Regions from separate parts of the Sus scrofa genome. Here region 1 is linked to region 2. The links are chromatin contacts, called in public Hi-C maps. All regions are on one chromosome and are shown on one strand. Each heading gives the region's core, a stretch centred on a gene start, on an enhancer-like site or on the middle of the called end of the contact. The rest is flanking DNA. Distances are from core to core; before and after follow the strand shown.

Region 1 (7,086 bases), core at 2,553-5,052, 120 kb before region 2:
ACCCCCTTACAGTTCTCCACACATACCAGTGGTTTAAAAGGCAGGCTCTAGACCTGGGTTCAAGTTCCAGTTCCAGTGTTTTGTGACTTTGGGCAAATCATGTAACATCTCCGAGCCCAGGCTTTCTCTTCTATGACCTGAAGATACCTGGCACACTGCTGGGTACATGACTCCCCCACTGCGCCACGAAGTCAGCCATCCACGAGATGCTGCCCCGCGCTCCTCACACTGCCTGCTCTGCCTCAAACGTCCTCTTCTCCATCTTGCAAGTTTCACCTGGCCAACAACTGGTACTCTTCTTATAAAATAATCCAGGTATCACTTTAAGGACGTGTTCAGCGAAAACTCTCTTCCTCCTCCTTCCCCTCTAGACTGAGTTAAGTGCCTCCTCTCTGCCCCAATAGTGAATTATGGACAAAACCCCCACACTTTCTTCATTTCTGTATTTCCCAGCACAGAAACCGCTATGTAACAGACAGTTAATCGTCCGGCCGAAGTCAGACTGCGGAAGGAAGGCCGCTTCAACATCATCGGCTTAGAGGACGCCGTTTTCTTACCGTTGTGATGCACTAGAGCCCCGTGGTCTACCTTCTTTTTCATGTCATAAATGTGAATGGTTTCATCTTTGCTCCCAGTGACAACAAATCGGCTGTTTACGGCCACCGCTGACAAGGAGGCCGTGTGGGCGTGGTGAGTGAAGTCGGCCACGGGAGTCCATTTCCGCTGAGGAGTAAAACACACAGTCAGTGCCACGCCTCGATCCTACCACAGTTCTCTACGAAGAGGCAAGTGGTCCCTCGATCCACGGAAACCACAAAGAGATCCAACAAAGACGGCAGTCATAGGTAGATTCACACAAAAAATCTGAGAACTGAATAGGAAGGTAAAGTAGGAGAAGGCAGAGCCGAGTATCATGACTCCAAAAAAAACCTAAGCGGACTTAGGAACTTTATGGTCCCGTCCAAATCCCTAACTGTTTAATAGATTGACTTCTCTCTGACCCTGCCATACCATTCATTCAGTCAAATGCTCAAATCGTGCTGTGAATTCACTCACTCAAATAAGGAATGACCACGATGTGCCTGGCACAGTTTTAGGCAGTTGACATAGAGCAATGAACAAAAGAAACAAAAGTCCTTATTTAAAGGAGCTGCCATTCCTGTGGGAAAGGCAGACAAGATACAACATGACGTCACTCAGAAATAAGTATAATGACAAGCCCTACAAAGAAAAACAAACAGGATGAGAGCATGTTCACATTGGTACCGTTATAAGCCCTAGAGGATGACCAGTGATGAGATGTCAGAATTCTATGCTTGGATTCCCGGGTGGCCTAGCAGTTCAGGACTCAGCATTGCCATTGCTGTGGCTCCAGTTCGATCTCTGGCCGAGGAACTTCCACAGGCTGAGGGCTTGCTGACATGCGACTTTTGGATAAATGTGACTGGCTGAGTGCAAAGAACGATAGACACATACATATACACGCACACACCACAAACTGAAGGAGATGCATGAAGGAGTATTATTATTATGTCTTTTTGTCCTTTTAGGGCTGCACTCATGGCATATGGAGGTTCCCAGGCTAGGGGTCCAATCGGAGCTGTAGCCGCCAGCCTACACCACAGCCACAGCAATGCGGGATCCGAGCTGCGTCTGCCACCTACACCGCAGCTCATAACGCCAGATCCTTAACCCACTGAGCGAGGCCAGGGACTGAACCCGCAACCTCATGGTTCCTAGTTGGATTCGTTAACCACTGAGCCACGATGGGAACTCCTGAAGGAGTATTGTTGAAACCAAAAAAAAAAAAAAAAAAAAAATTGCTCGAATATACTAAGGATGTGTTACTGCAAATTAATTCCTTAAAAACAGATAGTCCTTCCGTTAATAACGACTGAGGGGGCCTCTTTTGAGTAAAGGCACAACATTCCTAAGGGGCTGCTATGGCCGTAAATTGAAGAATAACCTTTGCCTGTGCATATTACAGAAGGAATGCTGGTTGTCTGGGTTTAGCAGCGGTACTAGGTTAAGAGCTTCATGTGTCAGAGACCCCTGGAGGTTTGAGTCCCAGGTCTGCCACTTATCAGCTCTGTGGCTTCCAGCGGGTCACTTAACCTCTCTGGACTTCAGGATCCTCCGCTGTAAATGGGATAACTGTATCTGCCTCAGAGGGCTGCTGTGAGGTCTAGTACTGTGTTTGGAACGTGCACAGCAACATTATTACAAAAACACAATCTGTAACATCATCTTTAAGTATCCAAAACATGTCACCTTTCAGCCAAAGGCAGCTTAATCACCAGAGTAGAAAACAAAATAAACAAAAGAAATTAGTCAGATCCTATACTTCCAATTTTCTGGTTATTTAAGTTTGACATCTTGTCTTCATAAAGACCTAACAGGTCAAAGTTCCCATCGTGGCTCAGCAGTAACAAACCTGACTAGTATCCATGAGGAACCGGGTTCAATCCCTGGCCCTGCTCAGTGGGTTAAGGATCCAGTGTTGCCCATGAACTGTAGTGTAGGTTGCAGGTGGAGCTTGGATCCCGCATTGCTGTGGTGTAGAGCAGCAGCTGCAGCTCGGAATCAGCTCCTAGCCTGGGAATTTCCATATGCTGTGGGTGCGGCCCTAAAAAGAAAGCAAAAAAAAAAAAACAAAACGACATAACAGGTCAACGAATTAGGTTTCTAGGAAATATCTAGGATTGCTTAGAGGGAAAAAAGAGTACTAGACTAAAAGTAAGGAGATGTTACATCGAGTCCTGGGTATGTCCTGTTTGACTACTGCCAATTTACTTAACCTTTTAACTCACACGCTTAGTAAAAAAACTCATCACGTTTTGTTTTAATTTTTCTCCACGTATTTGCCTCCCTCAATCTCTCTTTCTCATGTGGGTAAGCTCTCCAGTGCAGGATTTATACCTTTGGCTTCCCTGCACCTTTACCGAAAGTAATGGCCCCACGTAAGAGCCCAATAGTGAACTGGTATCACTTTATCAATGAGGGGTTTATCCAGATCCAGTTCAAATACATGGTAAAATCCCAGAACAAAAACTCAAAGAGCTGTTCTTTCATTAAATCCTGAACACCCCAACTAGTTGTCAACTTAGGGGAGCGACCTTTAAACTCATACAATCTATGGCTCATTGGCCCGTTTGCAGAAATGCCAGTTTCCTTCGTGCACGGGTCATGTTTACTACAAAACGCAGACATCATCTCGTCTTATGAAACGCCTTCTCTGTTCTAAAAGACTAAGACGTGTTTTAAGTCTCCTGAATTGCATTCACCAATGAATCCCTAGCGGTTCTGACGGTTCCCCTGCGGTGCTGTGTTTACCTCGGCCGCGTGGGAACCACATCAGACGCTTGGCCGCCCCACCGCCTGCGGTCCCTCCGCGCGCGGGCTCTCACCTCGTGGCTGCCGCTCGTCTCGGGCTCCGGGTGTACAGCGAACCCAAAAAGAACCTGCTCGTAGCAACCAGCCACCACCTCCATTCAGCAGCGCACGTGCCTCCTCAGCGAGCGGGGCTCGGCGCAGCTGGGCAGTGACGCAAGCGGACGCAAGGGGCAGAGGGGGTCCTTCTTGCGTCGGCGCTCAAATTTACGTCAAGACCGCGGGGCTGCCTTTTAGGCGCCTGACTCCATGGGAGAGATTTCGGGACTAGAAGATCACGCGGAATTACCAAGAGGAGAATAAGAAAGGACGCCACATGGCGAGAGTCTCATTTCAAGGAGAAAGCAAACGGAGGATCAGCAGGCATATTCTAGGAAGCCCCGTGTCAGGCGATTCTGAGGCGAGGGGGCGGGACATCCTGCGCGAAAGTCCTCGTTTCCGGGGCGTCTACGGAAGGGGCGGGGCAGCTTCCGGGCTGGGCGGGAGGCGAGGGGGCGGCTCCGGCGTTGCAGTGTAATTGGCGGATCGACGCCTGTGTGTAGTGGCACAGGTACAGGCGTTAGGCTTTCGGTGGTGCAGGAAGTCGTGGAATGAACCTTTTTCGTTCACATTCGCTGTAATAGAGCAAGGAGGGGGGCATGTAGGACTGGTAGGGCTCGCAGTCGTCAGAGGGGTCCGATTCCCTCGCCCCCGCCCAGGCCAAATAATCTCGCTCTGCGCACCTTTCCTCCCAGCTTGCTTTTGGTTTCTCGAACTCTGGGGACAAATCGGCCACTGTGGGGCATCCTGCGGGTGGGGGAGGACCCTTTGCTTGAGGGGGGGTAAAGACACTGCTCGAAGAGGAAGGGCCAGTCACCCTAGGTTCGGTTCTAGAAGGAAATCTCATATTCCGTTTCACCACCTCCCCCACCTTAAGTGCAAAGTCAGTGTTATTAAAAACACAGGTAGCCCTAATTTAGATTTGAGGTTTTCATGAGATACAGAGATTCAGAGATGTGTTAGAAAGGACAGCTTCGCACCTGCGAAGTGACTGGACTGTGCCACATAGAAGTGATTTTACTTTGGTGGCTTTGTCACTGCAGCGCCAGGAAGGCCTTGTCTTCTGCGCATTTTGGCGACTCCATGTGTAAGCACTTCTTAGGCACTGAAATGCTGAAGTTCAAATCGTTCTCAGGCTTTTGGAAACCCTGTTTACAGCACAGGCACCCATGGGAGCAACTGTGGGTGTGGAACCACAGTGACGTTCACACTAATCCTTTATGTTCCCAGTGTATGTAAGTTATGTTTATGTCACACTGTAGTCCATTAAGTGTGTAATACCATATGTCTGGAAAAAATGCATATTCTTTAATTTTGAAGAACTACTTCATTGCCGCCCCCCCCCCAAAAAAATTGCTAACCATAGCGTTCTTGGCTGTGGCACAGTGGGTTAGGAATCTGACTGCAGCAGCACCGGTCGCTGGGGAAGTGAGGGTTCCATCTCTGGCTCCACACAGTGGGTTGAAAGATCTGGAGTTGCCACAACTGCGACCCACAGTGTGGCCTGGGAGAACTCCCATATGCTGTGGGTGCACCCATTAAAAAAAAAAAAAATCATGAGCTTTATGTATTCTGTTTCTTCTGGAATCCCTCAGTACCCTGCCTCATTACCCCAGCGAAATCTCAACTGTTGTTCGATAAGAATTAGTACTCATTTGAAATTAATTTTAATGTGTCATGATAACAGGATAATTACTCTCCTGCGTCTCTTACCAGATGGCCACACTTTTACCTGCTTAAGTAGTAACATTTAAGAAAAGACTGTGATTTGAAAGTCTTTTGTTCCAACCAGGAATTTTTTAAAAATATAGTTAGTTCTAGAATAAAAACCATAGTGCAAGCGACATAAACAACTCAAAGAGGCTTACCCTTCCTTCCTTTCCCCCTTTCTTCCTTCCCCCCTCCCTTCCTTCCTTTCCTGTTAGAAATTAGTTGAACCAGAAACTTTTAAGTTTAATTAGGTCCCATTTGATCCAGCAGTCCCACTCCTGGGCATCTATCCAGAGAAAACCATGACTCGCAAAGACACATGTACTCCGATGTTCATTGCAGCACTATTTGCAAGAGCCAAGACATGGAAACAACCTAAATGTCCATCGACAGAGGAGTGGATCAAGATGTGGTCCAAATACACAATGGAATATTACTCAGCCATTAAAAGGAACGAAATACCAGCATTTGTAGCAACATGGATGGACCTAGAAATTATCATGCTAAGTGAAATCAGTCAGACAATGAGACACCAACATCAAATGCTTTCACTGACATGTGTAATCTGAAAAAAGGACAGAATGAACTTCTTTGCAGAACAGATACTGACTTTGAAAAACTTATGGTTTCCAAAGGAATCAGTTTGGGGGGGTGGGGGGATGCGCTGGGGATGTGGGGTGGAAATCCTATAAAATTGGATTGTGATGATCATTGTACAACTATAAATGTCATAAATTCATTGAGTAATTAAAAAAAAATCAATTGAACCAGTCATAGAACTTAGAAGACCTTAGAGCATCTGGCCCAGGGGTTCCTAATCTGGGTGGAAACTTCTTGAGGCTATGCATCCCCTGAAATTACATGCAAAATTGTATATGCACATTTATGGAAAGCATCGATAACAATTTCATTACATTTTCAAAAAGAGCTGTGCCCCTAAGATTAAAATACACCCGTCTGAGGGTATAAATGCTGAAGTAGGTCCAGAAAAGGAAAGACACTCTTTCAAAACCAAAAAAAACCTAAGTAACAATAGACCCCATGCTGCTGCTGCTTTTTACATTTCCTTGGCTTCAAATGTTCTCTTTAAACAGAGAAGAAAAGTAGTTTTTATTGCCTAGAGAAAAACACATAATACAATATTATATACCTGCTCAACTGGATTCAAACTGAGCATACTTCCTGCCAAACCTCCTGTTCTCTTTCCAGCATAGGATGTAAAACACCATTCAGTCTCTTTCTTGTGAAGACTGCTGTTGCCAAGAAACAGCCAACTGTTCTGAGTTGGTTAACACCAAAGCACAACAGGATTTCTAGGTTTCCACTTAAATTATTGCTGGAAAAGCTTTTTACTCTTGAGCCATGCATTGATTTATTCATTTGTTCAATAAATATTTATTGAGTCCCTGGCTTGGTTTGGTTTGCTAAAGAAAAAAGAACTCATGTCAGTTCTAATATTCTTGCTCAATTACCTTGCTTCCACTGTGTGACAGGGAGCAAGTTTGTTAAACCTTGGGGACTAGAGAGACTGCAGATCCTTGTATGCAAGGGAACATTGGTTTCCTCTGCATGCAGGGCTAAGGGATGCAGAGAGAGTGGGCTCCTTTCCCTGGGCACCAGCCTGACAGAAATTTGCTTCACCTGCCTCATAGGGATAATCCAGGCAGACTATGAGAGGTTTGCATTTGAGGCTGTTAGCGATCAGAGCAGTATTTGTGAACTTTTCCTTATCAGCATCATCATCTAAAAACAGCCTGACTAATGAGCCACATGCATCAAAGGAACAAGAGTGAGGGCTGGAAATAAAACCACTCATATATGTACATTAGTATTTAACAATAAAGCCAGAATATTCAATTCAGAAAGTATATTCCCTTCAAAAACGGTGCTGGCAAAAGTGAAAGCTCAAAAGATGAAAACTGGAGCCCTATCATTCACGACTCAAAA
Region 2 (7,081 bases), core at 3,141-5,640:
AGGCTGGGGGTCGAATAGGAGCTGCCACTGCCGGCCGCAGCCACAGCCGCAGCCACAGCCACGCAGGATCCAAGGCGCGTCTGCAACTTACACCACAGTTCACAGCAATGCTGGATCCTTAACCCACTGAGCAGGGCCAGGGATTGAAACTGAATCCTCATGGATACTAGTCAGGTTCCTAACCTGCTGAGACCCAGTGGGAACTCCCATTTTATTTCATTTTTATTTAAAAATTTTTTTATTGGCATACACTTTATTTACAATGTTGCGTTAGTTTCTGGTGTACAGCAAAGTGATTCATCTGTATCTAGATAGATAGATAGATAGATAGATAGATGATAGACAGACACAGATATAGAGATGTATAGATTTTTTTCAGATTCTTTTCCAGATTCTTTTCCATGAACAAAGATACTGAGTGTAGTTCTCTGTCCTGTACAGTAGGGCCTTATCCTGACTTCTTTCATCTCTACATTACCCTTTCCTGCTCTGGGAAAACCACAGCTTTAAAAAGCAATCTAAGTCTAGGAAGCTTTGTACAGCAACATCAAAAACAAGCATCCACAATGCTTCACAGCCCAAGCTGTTCCTGAGAATTTCCTGGAGGCTGAACAAATACTGAAGCCCACATCCACCCAGGAAGTCAGGAAATGTATTTTTAACAGCTCCAGGCGACTATAATATGCATCAGGGGTTGAACCACTAAATCTCAAGAAACCATGACCCCGACGCCCGTGTGGGTCCAACTTACTTTTCCTTTGAACTGTGAATCTGGATTTTTATTTCGAATTGAACTAGCAGAAGCGAACTGGTTCCCTATAAACAACGCGGGGTCATTCAAGTCATTTGAGAGGTGGAGTTCATCAGGGAACAACTGAGACCTAATTGAAAATCAACTTAAAAGAACATCAAGCTTAGGCAACCTGGTTTATCATTGGCATGTTCGCTCCCTAGCTGGGTAATTGGCGCATGGCACGCAAACACACTGAAGTTTCATTGTCTATAAAATAAAGGTCTAGGAGTCTTTAAGATGCTCTAAATTTCAGATTCAATTCCCGGAAAGAACCGTCAAAGGAAATTTGAAAGTTGAATGTCGTATCCTGCTCTCCTTTTGAAAGCATGTGAATTTAGCTATGGGAGTTTCACAGAAGCAAAAGTATCATTACACATGTGCAAATGGCCTCTCAAATTTAATTTATATTATTTATTCCTGATTTTATTTTATTTTATTTTTATTTCATGGCCACACGGCGGCATATGGAAGTTCCTGGGCCAGGGATCAAATCTGAGTCATAGCTGCAACCTATGCCGAAGGGATGCGGATCGAACCCACAGCCTCTGCAGTGATCCGAGCTGCTACGGTCACATTCTTTACCCATTTACCCACCGCACCATGGCCTCCTATTCCTGATTTTAAACGCCATCCCATTGAAAGGAGAACTGGGTTTAATTTTCCCTTTGCACAGCCAGTGTTCCCTCAGTGCCTCGCCATGTCTCAAGACTACAGCACGTACTCGAAGTGCGTCTATGGGCTCAGAAAGACAGCTTGGTGTATCAGCAAAATCAAACCACACAGTCAGTCTCTACTTTGGCCCTGCTAACCGCCGCACCTCCGTTTCCTCATCAGTAAAATGAAGCTGAGCTATATCGCCCACCTTGTGAATAGAGTTACTGTAAAAATGGTTTAAGGGCTGCATATTTAGCATATGAACATTCCCAGGCTAGGGTTCGAATCCGAGATGCAGCTGCCGGCCGACACCACAGCCACAGCCACGCCAGATACTTAACCTGCTGAGCGAGCCAGGGATTGAGCCTGCGTCCTCATGGATGCTGGCTGGGTTTGTTACTGCTGAGCCACAACTAGAATTCCTATAAAGTTTTTTTTTTTTTAAATGAACATTTGAAACTGTAAAGATCTTTAAAACGTTACATTTTTTTTTTTCTTTTTAGGGCCGCACCTGCGGCATATGGAGGTTCCCAGGCTAGGGGTCCAATCGGAGCTACAGCTGCTGGCCTACACCACAGCCACAGCAACACGGGATCTGAGCCGAGACTGACCTACACCACAGCTCACAGCAACGCTGGATCCTTAACCCACTGAGCGAAGCCAGGGATCGAACCTGCCGCCTCATGGATGCTCGTCAGATCCATTTCTGCTGTGCCACAGCGGGAACTCCCTACAATATTCATTTTAAACGAGTTCTCAGCAGTTTCTTCCGTATAGGCCGCGCAATGTTGATTCATTCATAAAAACCAAAATAGAGAGACAGCCATACCTGGAATCCTATTGAGTGTCACCCAGAAGTGTTCGTCAGGACTGTAGGTGTCCCTGGACCAGGACAGCAAGTCAATCGCCTGCTGGTCTTGGAGCACAAAGTTGGCGAAGTTCCTCGTGAGGGCCACGTAGGCAGTGCCAAAATAAATGGTCATGTTGTGAGGCGGTGGGGTTTTCAATTTCGTTGTTTTAATCACGAAGGAATTTTTTTCGCCCAGGTGCTCCCGGTGGACGTATCTCGTCCGTCCAATGGCGTGAGCGGGGGGCAGCACCCCCGGGGTGATGTTTTTCCCTTTAAATCCCTTCAGATACTGAACGATCTCCCTGTTGGTTTTCAGGGGGAAGTCCTGCCCGCAGGTGTTGATGGCGTATTTCCACGGGACCGCCGAGGCCGCCAGATCCTTGATGCAGTTGAGGTCCGCCTGGAGCCTGGAAATCCCGCCGTAGACCACGGGCTCCGTCTTGGAAGCCAGGAAGGCATTCGGGAAGCAGCTCAGGAGGTGCTCCACTGCATCTTTGAATTCAGTGGTGGCTTTCGCATCCACGTGGACACAGTAGACATTTTGGGGCATATAAACCGCCCTGAAGAGCCTCTCAAAGGTGCCAAAGTCTTTGTGGATGGTCATCACATACGCCAAAGGGAAGCCGGCCTCTTCTTCCGAGAGTGTTTCTGTGATGTAGTGACTTTGAGCCATGTACTTGTAACAGGTCGTTTCATGGAGGGTCATTTTCAGGGCATTCTCTGTTGTGTAAAAAACCTTCCCCTTAAAAATCTGCTGACAGGCTTCTGCCAACAGTGATGCATTGGCCAAGGATGCTCGAAAGACATTTTTTCTCGGCCACAACTTGTTATTGTAAATGAATACGCAAATCAGGACGGTGACAAGAGATACACAAAAAAGACCGTGCTTCCAAGAGCCCATCCTTCCAAACCAGGAAATGAGTAAACAAACCCTCTGGAGATCCGCTCAGCCCGTGGATATATTTAACTTACATTTTCTCCAGCATCCACGGCCGTGGTCTTGGCAGATGCCCTTCTGATCGGCTGCTCCGTGACTTCCAGGGGACCGTGGCCGTCCTCCTTCTGTCTTCCTTCCTTCTTCATTGGCCGCCGAGTTGCATTTCCACTTTGCTTTGACACCACGTTTCTGAAGCCACTCTTCTGGATTTGCTTTGCTCCGTCCCGCCTCTAACCTGCCACCTGTTTCTACACAAAAACACGTTGCCTCCGGGAGCTTCTGACTCCAACAGGTCTGCTGTTCCCCTCAGGAAAATCGCCAAGGGGTGAAGCCACCATTCTGCAAGTCACTGCTCTGAGACTTTAACCCCAGCCTCTTCTCCTGCCCAGAAGAGTGGCCCCTGTGTCAGCTCTCCAACTTCCTATTAATCATTGCGTTCAACCGACTGCGTTTGTTTGCTTAAACGGCGCTGCCAAGTTAAAAGCGTCAGTTCTAAGCATGTGAACATTGCCTGGAGAGAGAGTCTGTCAATAAATATTTAGTGCTTAAAAATTAATCGCTTAACCTTGTCTTTTTCCACACACGCCCCTCCCCTCCACCCCGGGTTGGCCGCCTGTGCTATAAAGCGCAGCATATGACTGGCTGTTGAGCCAGATTCTTTCCAGCACTTAATCTTTCTCTGCTATAAGTGAAGGTCCTTAGAAAGGCACGTTAGCAAGCCCACCTCACCATCTAACTTACTACATCATTATGAATAAAGGCTAATTAAAAAAAAAGCCACCCCCCCAAAAAAAACCCCAAACCCTAAAAGCCCATTAGCACCCACATAGAGGCTAAGGCTGAAGTTAGTGACTGTCCACTTTATTTCACTCAAGCCCAGGTAGGATGTCGGGGGACCAGCCTGGTGCCTGGAGAGTGAGGAGAGCGAGCCATCTCAATTCGGGATGTTCTAGAATTTAGGGAGAGAGGCTCTTAGGTGCGGATGTATAAATCCTTCCAAAGCAGTTTCTCTATCTGTAATAAATGAGAATAATCCTACCATCTTCATAGGTTGAGAATAAAATGAGAAAAGCTATCAAGAGTACATGGCCGGTTTGTAGCAACGTGGAGGGACCTAGAGATGATCCTACGAAGGGAAGTAAGTCAGACAGAGAAAGAGAAAGATTGTGTGCTATCATTTACATATGGAATCAAACATATGATCTACGAAACGGAAACAGACTCACAGAGCGAACAGACTTGTGGTTGCCAAAGGAGGGGGTTGGGGGAGGGATGGACTGGGAGTCTGAGTAGCAGGTGCAAAGTATATCTATTGAGTAGCAGGTGCAAAGTATTACATATATTGAGTAGCAGGTGCAAAGTATTATATACATTGAGCAGCAGGTGCAAACTATGATATATAGGATGGACAAACGAGAAAGTTCTACTGCACAGCACAGGGAGCCATAGTCAATATTCTGCGAAAAAAACATAATGGAAAAGAATATGAAAGCGAATGCACAGGTATGTATCGCTGCATCACTTTGCTATACACCTGCCACATTATACATCAGCTATACTTCAACTTAAAAAAAAAAGTCCATCTCCTGCCCAGCAATGAATGGGGCTGTGAGAGAAGGGTAAACAAAAGCCCCTCCCCCACAACTCTCCCGTAGGGGGGACAAAACACAATTACCACTTCTTTGCCACCTTCTTATTCTTCCTTTCTCCTCCCTCTTTGAGGCCATGCCCTGGTTAGATTGCACGCCTACAATAACACTGATCAGCTTTGTTTTACTTGGTATTATTTACACAGAGGTGACCGGCAAACTGTGCGGACACATGGGGGGCGGTTACTGCTGGGCTCACACGTGGCTCATCTCTTTCCAGCTCTCACCACTTGTCTGCACATACTAGGCAATCAAATACTTATTGACAGAGTGTAGAGAGATAGTTTGCTTTTCTCTGTTCCCTGATTACATTGGTGGGAGAGTCCTATATTTGTGACGTACATTTTGTGATGTGTGGTCATCTGTATTTGCATCTGTGGACGTGGGGACATTCAAAGTACCTATTTTATTCCAATACGTCTTAATTATAAAGGAACAACATATTACAGATAGTTTGCAAATGTTTTCACGTCCTGTACTCTCATTTCCCTCTCGGCCATAGCCATACACGATTTGATTTTACCAGGAACAGGAGAGATGCACATGTGCATCCTGCATTTTGCACCTACGGTCAGGGCATAACGTTTCCCATCCTGCTTTCATTGGACATTGTCTTCACAACCATTACCTTAGAACCCAAGACTGGAGCTGTTATTTGTTGCAGTTGTTTTCCCACCCCACGTGGAGGCTAATGCATTTACCGACGAGATGGTTGCCAACTCTCGTTTTGTACTTTTCAGGAGCAAACGAAATGCTGAGAAAGGACCCAGTGAGGAGTTCCCATTATGGCGCCGCAGAAATGAATCCAACTAGTATCCATGAGGATGCAGGTTTGATTCCTGGCCTCGCTCAGTGGGTTGGAGATCCAGTGTTGCCGTGAGCTGTGGTCTAGGTTGCAGATGAGGCTTGGATCCAGAGTTGCCATGGGTGTGGTGTAGGCCGGCAGCTGCAGTTTCGATTCGACCCCTAGCCTGAAGACTTCCATATGCCTCAGGTGCAGCCCTAAAAAGCAAACAAAACAAAACAAAACAAAACAAAAACAAACAGCAGAAAAAAAAAAAAAAAGAGAGAGAGAGAAAAGAAAGGACCCAGTGAAATTCGCCACAACTGGGAGGGTCATTCTTTACTTGTTTTATTTATCTAAAATTAAAAAAATTTTTTTTTCTTTTGTGGCTGCACCACAGCATATGAAGTTCCCAGGCTGGGGATCAAATTCCAGCTGAAGCTGTGACCTACACCACAGCTGCAGCAATGCTAGCTCCTTAACCCACTGCGCTGGGCTGGGGATCAAACCTGCATCCCTGCTGCTGCAGAGACACTGTTGATCCTGTTGTGCCATGGTGGGATCTCCAGTCTTCACTCGTTTTAGGAATCGGATTCTACAGCAGGATTCAGGTGCATGCAGACTAGTCTGTATGACCCCAAATGAATTCACTCAACCTAAATACCTATTTACATAACTGTCTTTCATGTATCTGCCTAGAATTCTTTAGAACAAATCATTTCTTCCGTATAGTATTCATACAAGCGCAATCTTTTCTGAAATGACGAAAATTTTGCTAATTTTTACTTTATTTTCAATATCTCCCCTAGGCAGCCACTGTCCGCATCAAATGAAACTGACTCTCAGGATGAATAAACGGAGCCATCAATGCCTAATTACCCTTGTCTAAACAAGTCAAATAATTCTTCCAGCTTTTTCTCCCAATATATCCGGATGATAACAGCACCCCTTCCTTTGTTTCTTTGGGCTATATCTCCTTATTCTTGGCACAGTTGCTTCCCTGCAGAGATTTCATGCATAGAAGTATCTCTAATAATTTGCCTTTTCTTCTCTGAATTGACAACTCCCTGAGTTTCCAGTTACAGGGTAAAGAACGTTTGCAAGTTGGTGCTTTGCTGCAGGGGAGTCCCTAATTGTACGTCACCCGAAATGCTTCGAGGGTTTTTTGATTTGGACAATGCTAGACATTTTTACAAGAATTAGTATCCGTATCTTTTTCTTTTTTGCATCAACCCGGTGCTAGCTCTCGGTGGTCCCATGGGAAACGCTCATTCTTCTGATCCTCCTGGTTTTCCTGAACCCTCTTTGCAATCTACCACTCATCATTCTTCTACACCTGGACACAATGCTCTCAGCATTTGTGCAAAACAGTAGAAAGAGATGGTAATGCGTCTCCAAAAAGAATGGCAATCCT

What was found. A called contact is a pair of places that touch in the nucleus more often than the background predicts.
Region 1: a Hi-C map of liver shows a contact between it and region 2, with 3 times the contacts expected there. The contact joins the promoter of PAK1IP1 here to the promoter of LOC110255306 in region 2. A contact is called at or near these places in 2 of 5 promoter capture datasets (fetal liver and liver), 3 of 47 Hi-C or Micro-C datasets (liver and retroperitoneal adipose tissue) and 1 of 2 datasets of contacts at active chromatin or transcription factors (alveolar macrophages).

What each region holds. Positions count from the first base shown.
Region 1 is chr7:7,441,235-7,448,320 of Sscrofa11.1, reverse strand. PAK1IP1 (p21-activated protein kinase-interacting protein 1) reads right to left here and starts at 3,802. Exons shown (of 11, transcript XM_001926200.4): 1 at 3,408-3,802; 2 at 558-723. The coding sequence starts at 3,491.
Region 2 is chr7:7,324,956-7,332,036 of Sscrofa11.1, reverse strand. It overlaps LOC110255306 (N-acetyllactosaminide beta-1,6-N-acetylglucosaminyl-transferase-like), which reads right to left and starts at 4,390. Exons shown (of 1, transcript XM_021100001.1): 1 at 2,245-4,390. The coding sequence starts at 3,198. The coding sequence ends at 2,245. It also overlaps the pseudogene LOC110261698.